3 separate regions of the Mus musculus genome follow, and all the other regions are linked to region 1. The links are chromatin contacts, called in public ChIA-PET maps. All regions are on one chromosome and are shown on one strand. Each heading gives the region's core, a stretch centred on a gene start, on an enhancer-like site or on the middle of the called end of the contact. The rest is flanking DNA. Distances are from core to core; before and after follow the strand shown.

What was found. ChIA-PET counts read pairs in DNA pulled down with a chosen protein or histone mark.
Region 2: a contact with region 1 is called in an RNA polymerase II ChIA-PET map of memory CD8 T cells, with 20 read pairs. The contact joins two enhancer-like sites. A contact is called at or near these places in 2 of 484 Hi-C or Micro-C datasets (muscle stem cells and nephron progenitors), 3 of 115 datasets of contacts at active chromatin or transcription factors (CD8 T cells, effector CD8 T cells and memory CD8 T cells) and 1 of 9 other capture datasets (embryonic stem cells).
Region 3: an RNA polymerase II ChIA-PET map of memory CD8 T cells shows a contact between it and region 1, with 15 read pairs. The contact joins two enhancer-like sites. A contact is called at or near these places in 2 of 115 datasets of contacts at active chromatin or transcription factors (CD8 T cells and memory CD8 T cells) and 2 of 9 other capture datasets (embryonic stem cells and liver).

Annotation. Positions count from the first base shown.
Region 1 is chr9:95,119,923-95,122,622 of GRCm38.p6, reverse strand. All of the region lies in intron 12 of Slc9a9 (solute carrier family 9 (sodium/hydrogen exchanger), member 9), which reads right to left. Among named protein-coding and RNA genes, the nearest start is that of Gm32018, 190 kb to the left of the region's middle. Within about 2 kb of position 1,277, at least 105 of the 459 cell types and tissues checked have an H3K27ac peak or open chromatin away from gene starts, as enhancers often do. A contact at or near this core is called in CD8 T cells, effector CD8 T cells and memory CD8 T cells, where this site is marked.
Region 2 is chr9:95,278,705-95,281,404 of GRCm38.p6, reverse strand. No RefSeq gene overlaps it. Among named protein-coding and RNA genes, the nearest start is that of Gm32018, 30 kb to the left of the region's middle. Within about 2 kb of position 1,329, at least 65 of the 459 cell types and tissues checked have an H3K27ac peak or open chromatin away from gene starts, as enhancers often do. A contact at or near this core is called in CD8 T cells, effector CD8 T cells and memory CD8 T cells, where this site is marked.
Region 3 is chr9:95,315,565-95,318,264 of GRCm38.p6, reverse strand. No RefSeq gene overlaps it. Among named protein-coding and RNA genes, the nearest start is that of Gm32018, 6.4 kb to the right of the region's middle. Within about 2 kb of position 1,319, at least 32 of the 459 cell types and tissues checked have an H3K27ac peak or open chromatin away from gene starts, as enhancers often do. A contact at or near this core is called in CD8 T cells and memory CD8 T cells, where this site is marked.

The DNA of each region.
Region 1 (2,700 bases), core at 28-2,527:
TGGAGCTGAGTTCTCTAATGCAGAGAAAAAAAAAAAAAAAAAAAGCCTTGTCCAGATTCATGTGGGTTGTCCTCAGGGAGGGTCTAGGTTGCAGGGCCGGAACGTTATAGAATTGGCAGTGTGTGTGTGTGTGTACATGTGTGTGTGTACATGTGTGTGTGTGTACATGTGTGTGTGTACATGTGTGTGTGTGTACATGTGTGTGTGTACGTGTGTGTGCATGTGTGTGTAGATGTGTGTGTGTGTTTTAAGGAAATAATATAGAAGACAAATATGGGATGTTCTAAAGAGATTCTCTAGAAAAGGAGAAATAAGAAATTTTGTAAGGCTGCAACCAATCTCACAAAATAACAACAACAACAACATCATCACCACAATGTTTTAACTGACCGTTCTGGCACATCTCTAAAATCGCCTTCTGTGCTGTAAAATTTGCTTGCACACTTTGAGATTTCTGTATCTGATGATTTTACACGAGGATGGGAAGAAAAAAAAGAGGGAATCTTCTTCCCTAGCAAGACTCAAGTTCTTGATAACCAGAAGGCAATAAAACATGCTTTCTTACCCAGACTGGCTTGCTCCATGCAGCCCTGTCATGCTAATCTGCCGAATGCAAGATTCCTGATAAATTTCATGCAATTTCCATAAACAATGTACAGTGTACTGATCTCTCCCCGTGCCTCCTTACTGAGTACATTTCCGCATCTCCATTTTGACAGGCATCAAAGAGAACTGAGTTTTCATTCTCCAGAATTGCTTCTGGCTCTGTGTATCTCATTCCTTGGGCTTACCCCTCTCGATACCCACAGGCCTTTGCTGCCAGGTGCCAAGAGATATGTCTACATTTATTGCAGCCATTACACTAAGTTTCTCTAAGCTTTTCCTACTCCAGGATGACCAGCAGGGACTTGCACACACAGAGGTCACTGTGGCTCTTAGAAATGGATCCCACTCACTGCGCATGAAATACGTGCTCTCCGCAGCTGCTCCTGGGTTGGATCCCCAGTTGCCCACAGCCATCCTATCAGAGAAGACTGAGGGCGAGTGGGGAGCTTAGTAGATGAAACAGCAGTTTAATCTGTGTTTAAAACACTCCTCTCCCAAATCTTACAGAAACACAGACCCTGGGAACACCACGCTGTGGTTCTTCCCAGGGTTCCAGAAGAGCCAGAGCGAGTGAGGGGCCCTGATGGTTGCATTTCCTCTCCCATACAGTGAGCCCCTTGGGTTGGGGGTGGGCTGGGAGTGTGGGAGGAAGCTGGTGAGTGGGCGGGCCCGGCTTAAGTCAGGCTCCAGCAGAGCTCTGCAAAGGCTGCCTTTAACAGATCAGCCTCTACTGCTCTCAAATATCTCTCAGTCATCCTCCAGGCATCTGGCTGGGGGTGAAGACCGAGCAAGCTAGAAGCCCTAGCTTGAGCTATGAGCTGATGGCAGGACAGTGAAAACGAGACCTGTTTGAAAGTCCTGCAAATCAGGATGCTCTGCGCACAGGTAGCCCCCCAGCTTGAACACCCAAAAGGAGCAGCTCTTTATTGTCTCCATCTGTGGCATTCAGGCTGATGGTGAGGGCTTCGAGTGGACTAGCATTTGATTCTTCTCAGTCGAGTGGGGAAAAGTTTTTCAATTATTTCACTTAAGAAGGAGAAAAGGGTACATGCGTGGTATGTATGTATGTGTGCGTGGAGGGGGGGCGCAGGGGATGTGCTAAGAAGAAGCGTAAGAGGGAGAAAAGGAGAGGAAAGGGAGGACAGAAGGGATTGGAGTGGGTGAAGAGGTGAGAGAGCAGAAGGGAATTAAGGTAAGACACTCTCCCCGCCCCCACCAAGTCCAGACAGTGGCCACAGAGTGTGTGTGACCACAGGGGTTCCATGTGTGGCGGTCCGGTCCACGCTGTCCCGTTTTCCTGGCACTAGGACGATTGGTAGAGTGTCTCTTTCTGCTCATGCAGAAAATTCCTTTGAGGCTCCATTTCAACAAGCAAAGGTCCAACCTGTCTCAGGGCTGCTGGGCACCCTGGTGGGCTGCAGATTGAATGGAGATGCGGAGATGCCCAAGCATCAATTGCTGTACCACTTTGGGGCCTTTTTCTAGTGTTCTGCTTGAAGCATGGGAGAGAACAGAGATGGGCTTTCCTAAGAAACCCAGCTATAAAAGAGGCAGGACTGAGGGTTTTCACCAACATTTAAGCATTTCTCCCCACAGCAATCAAAGCAGACACTTCTAGTCCCAATTATTCAGGCAGCCTGCTGAAAGTGAGAAAGGATGTCAGCTGATTATGGGCTTTGGCTTCCTGTGTGCAAAGCATCTCAGAGGCTTGGGTGGGAACAAGACACTGCCCTGCCCCGCCCCACCTCAGACCATTTCCGGCTGGAGGATGTCTGTTTCCGGCCACACTGCTGATGGTCTTTGCTGACAGCAGAGTAGGTATCTGAAATGGCTTGGAGAAAGACAGGAGGCAGCACTTGAGAGCCACTTGCCTTCGGGGCAGCCTGAGTGAGCACTGGGTGAGCAAATAGAAATGGCCCCACATGTATTTAGTGTGGAAGGTTTAATGAAAATAAAATTTAGGGAAAAAGTGCGGTAGTTAATTGCCATGAGGGAATAGCATAAGAAACACCATCCATTTGAGACTTCAGCAATTCTCGATTTAAAAAAAAATCTTGCCAAAATATATTGCTTGGCTTCTTGCCTCCTTAAACA
Region 2 (2,700 bases), core at 80-2,579, 160 kb before region 1:
GAATGATAGTGGGAATCAGGGAAGGGTAGGCAGAGGACAAGCAGGACTGGGGAGAAGGGAAGAAGAGAGGAAGGCAGAGAGACAGAGATGCATAGAGAGACACAGAGACAGAAGGGATATAAAGAGATATACAGAAAGACACAGAGAGTCAGAGAGAGGTATACAGACACACACACACACACACACACACACACACACACACAGAGAGAGAGAGAGAGAGAGAGAGAGAGAGAAAGAGAGAGAGAGAGACATAGGGAGAGAGACAGAAAGACAGAGAGGTACACAGAGAGATACAGAGACACATACTGGTGTTATAACTCAACAATAGTCAATATATACAACATAGTACAATAGGATTATGAAGGAAGGCCATGGGATGGCTTAGTTGTCAAAGGTGATTTGATCATGATGGAAAGAGAGAAGTTGCTCTCTTTCCGATAGTTCTCTGACCTCCAAACATGCAGGGTGGCATGTGCGTGTGCATGCCTGTGCCCACGTGCACCCACAAATAGACACACACAAACACACACACACACACACTGAGTGAATGAATGAATAAACAAATAAATGCAGAAAAAGGGTCACAAAACAGTCACATCACCTAGTGGCATTGCCATAAGAGGCATCTCTCTAGTGTTTGGAGGGCTGTGCTGACACAGACAAACCCACCCACTCCTAATTCTATAAAAGAATAGCACGCACAGTACACTTACATACAGTCCCCAACACAAGACAATGCTAAGAAAATTCTGTTACTACAGGGTAGAGACATAGCTCTGCTGTGAGTAGCACTTGCTGCTCTTTCAGAGGACCTAGGTTCTATTCCCAGCACCCACAGCTCACAGCTTCTGTAACTCCAGTCCCAAAGGCTCTGATGGCCTCTTCTAGCTTCTCTAAGAACTGCACACACATGATAAACAGACACACATGCAGGCAAAACACTAATACATGTGAAATATAAATAAATAAATCTTTAAATAAATCTCTTGCTTTTTTTTGTTTGTTTGTTTTTGTTTTACAGCTACCGTCTCTACTTCAATAGTTATTTTGGAGTGCACTCCTTACACTTAGAGACAGAGCCTGGTGTCATGTTGATCACTAGCATTCACAGCTCGTGTTATTCTAGTGCCCGATGCTACCAGGAGCCCACCGCGAGCACTCGGCTAAGCAATGATGTTTGTGCAAGTGGAAGTAACTCCAGACATGTTTCTCGGAATGTCACTCTGTTAAGTGACACATGATTGTGTGTTTGTCATCATCTGGGATCATTTGTTGTTACCCTGAGTCAGAATGGCTTTCCTACTTGCTTTCATTTGCTTTGGCTTCTGGCCAGCCATTTCCTGTCTCTGCAGCTGTTTCTTTGAGGACAGGAAGGCTGATTTCATCTTAGGTGGTGAGGAGGAAAATGTCAATTATTGTGTTAGAAAACTAAGCAAAAATGCTGTGTTCTTTTCTCCTTTGTAAAGACCCCTCCCCCCCCCCCCCCAACCTGGTCACTAGAGATAAGTGTGGGGACTGGGCGTCATTCCCCTATGGCCTGAAGAGAGTCTTCAAAGACTGTTTGGTGGTGAGTAGTTGCCCTCCAGTCCCTGGAGATTGGCTGAGGGAAAAGGTAGGTGTGGGGGGGAGATAAGAGTAGATGCTGGCTGAGCAGCCTGGCTGGGGGAAGCCAGTGCACTGACCCTCAGGCCCGAGCCTGGCTTGGGTACCAGAGGAACCACAGCTCTTAACGGAGTTTCTGGGAGAGGAAAACAGCCAGAGAGGGGTGGAGGTGTCTGAGCTCAGAGTCCAAGGCAATGCTTCGCTTGTGAAGTTGGCCATCTGAAGGACTAATGGATGCTAGAAAGAAAGGGCAGTGGTGGGTGGCTTTCAAGACGCCAGATGACACAGACAGAGAGATATTTAAGGAAGTTGTAAGTACGGACAGGGACAGAGTACATCTAGAACTTTCAAGATCACAACCTGGTTTCTGTCATGGATCCAGTGAACTACCACTCTGGGTGGTGACAAAGAGGCCTAGCACAGTCACCAGCCATGCCAGTTAACAGAACTTCCCAGGCATCCTATGAAGGGAACAGGCTGCCCTCAGAAAGGGTATTAGAGTGTGGCGGCTTGACTGAAAAAGGCTCACAGGCTCGTATATTTGAATGCTTGGTAGAGCTGTTTGGGAAAAGATTAGGAGGCGTGACCTTGTTGGAGGAGGTGTGTCACAGAGGGTGTGCTTCGAGGTTTCAAAAGCCTACAACAAGCTCAGTCTTTCTCTGCGCCCCCAACTTGTGGCTAAGATGTAAGCCCCAGCTGCTCCAGCACCATGCTGGCCTACTGGCTATGCTCCTTGCCATGGTGGCCAAGGACGTCTGGAACCATGACCCCCAAATTAAATGTTTTCTTTTATAAGTTGTCTTGGTCATGGTGGCTATTCACATGAGTTAAAAAAAAAGTAACCAAGACACAGCAGACTTGCACAGCCTTCTGCAGTGTGTGGTTAGTCAGGTTAGGGTTTTGATCCTAACTGGCCATTGGCTGGTCATCTGGATGGGCTTGTGGACCTGCCAAGCCCCCTGAGAGTTATCTTATGGCTAATAGGAAAGTGACGAGATCTAGTAGAGCTGCTTCCACAAGATCATGAGCAGGGCAGGCACTTAGTCAAAGTGAGATTCTCTTCACTCTGTGGTAGTAAGGATGGCTTTCCCCAAGCTT
Region 3 (2,700 bases), core at 70-2,569, 200 kb before region 1:
TAAGGTGGGATGAATGCACTTTACAGTGAAGAAAGACATGGATTTTGGGGGGTCAGGAGCAGAAGGCTTTAGTCTGAATGTTTGAGTTTACCAATTTCATATGTTGAAATCCTAACTTCCGTGCGATGCAGAAGGAGATGGAGGTTTGGGGAGGTGATCAGGCTATGAGGGTGGAGCCTTTGTGTGCAGAATTAGCATCCTTATAAAAGAAGCTCCCAGAGCCCTCTTTGGAGAGGGGACAGCACAGAGATGGCCACCTTCCAACCAGCAAGAGGACTTTCACCAGAACAAAATCTGCCAGTGCCTTGATGTAGATTTCCCAGTCTCCAAGGAGAATTAAGAAATGGATATTGGCTTCCAGCCAATGACATTTGTTAACAAAGCCCATGTTATGTCTCACAGCGATCCCCTCTTTGTGCTAAGCCTAGGGTCGAGCAGTTTGCACGCCCTGTCTCCTTTAATTATTGTTCTTACTTATTGGTTTTTGATACAGGGTCTCACTATGTAGCTCTTGAGGGCCTCAGACTTACAGAAATTCTCCTGTCTCTGCCTTCTGAGTGCTGGGATTAAACATGTGCTCTACCATACCAGGTCTTCACTAGTTTTTGACATTGACCAATCCCTGGGGGTGGCCTTGTTAGTTTTCCTTGTTTACTGTCAGTATTCCTGAGAGCTGGATGTTCATCTAACTTATAGCTATCCCCCAGTGTCAGAAATGGAGAGCAGCACAATGTATGGGAGCAGCAGGTACTTTTTAAAGTCAATCATCTTACCTTATCCATTCGTGATGAAAACATTCTCATCTTTATTTTACTTTGTTTGTCTGAACAAATATGTCAGAGCAAATCAGAGTTCTCCAAGCTGCAGAGTTAAGATTTGAACTTGACTCTCTGGGTTTACTAAGATGAGGAATATGTAGGTAGTTCCCTTCTGGGACGTTAGCTATAATCCATTTGTTTATCTTCTTCTTTTGATTATCAAGATTGGGGCTCAGAATTGGGCAGACGTGGGCTTAAAATGTTGAGCATGCCATTTATATATTGTTTGACCTAGAGCAGCTTGCTTACCCTCTCTGAATCTGGTTTGTTGTTGGTGTCTGTCTATGGCAATAAAATGATGATTCATCACAGGGCTATTGAGGGTTAGGGGAACACAGTGCATCCCAGTGATCAGGAAATGCCTCATTTTAGATGCCCGTTTTAGGAGATCTAGGATTCCCGTGATACAGTGAGTGCTATCAACACACACTTCCTGTCTAGACTTCTTACTGCTGCTCTATAATCAAATGCCATACCCCCTGTGGATACAACCCACAGAAACGCATTCTGGAGACAGGATGTGTGACATCAGGGTACTGGTGTAGGTGGGTTCTGCTGCGGATCTCTTCAGAGAGGCACCCGATAATTTCTTGCTTTGTCGTCATGTGGTAGAAGCAAGAGCGCCTCGGTGGTTTTTTTGAGAGGAGCAAGGATTTCACTCCAAGCTCTGCTGCTCTTGGCTTCCTCATCTCCTGGAGGACCAGTCCTAATGCCACCACCTGGGGCTCTTATGAATAGGGCGGGGCATAGACAGTCAGTCCACACACTGCTCTACCATCTAGAGGTAATTAAAGAAAGGAATGTCTGAGCTTAAGCAGTGAGGGTGGGAGAGGAGGAAAAGAGTGGATGCAAACACCAAAGACATTGATTTTTGACCTTATAGTCTTCTTGGGGTCCGTGCTTTTCAGGGAAACAGCTATGTATATATTCAAAAGAGTTCCAAGGTTCACAGTGCTCATACCTGGCCTGGAATCTGGAATCTGTAGCATTGCTGTTTGATCTCATCCTTCCCTACCCCCTCTCCCTGCTAACTTCCATAGGGTTTCTCTGTGTAATAGCCCTGGATGTCTTGAAACTTACTTTGTAGATTGGGTTGGCCTGGCCCCCAACTCACAGAGATCTGCCTACCTCTCCCTCCTGAATGCTGGTATTAAAGACATTTGCCACCATGCCTGGCTACCTTTTAGATTCTTACTGAGTGAGAATTCAGCTACTAATGGATGTCACCTCTATTTTTGACTATCATGAGTCTCTCGTAGACAATGCTGGTTTTAAAACTTGATGCTTTCCTTGGGAGCTTCTGGCACAAACCTTTTCTGGTAGACCATGTCTGGCACATGTGTGTTTTAAACACTTGAAGTGAGGTTGGTTCAGGCCATGATGGGTTTGGCTGCCGGTGCTCCCCGAATTCTGGATGTTTGGCTTGGAAAACAGAGACACACAATGGTTACTTAAAGATGGCTGAGTGTAGAAATGAGAATTTCTAGAACATATTGGGCTAAACAAACTATATTGTTAGAATTTGTCTTCTATTGATTTTTTTAAACTTTCTTTTGTCATTTTGTAAGACAGGGTTTCACTTTACTGACCTAAAACTTGCTCTGTAGACCAGGCTGGCCACAAACTCACAGAGATCCTCCTGCCTCTGCCTCCTGGGTGTGGGGATTAAAGGTGTGCACCACTCCACCTGGCTGCTTTTGACTTTCCAACTATGGCCTCTAGAAAATGCAGCTTTCCATGTCGTACTGCTTAAACTCCACTCCTATGTGGCACAGCCCTGGGACACAGATGCCTGAGGTCATCTGCTGTGACTGGAAAGCCCATTGCCTTAAAACTGGCTCAGAATTTGAGTTGGATATTATCTCTCTCTCTCTCACACAGT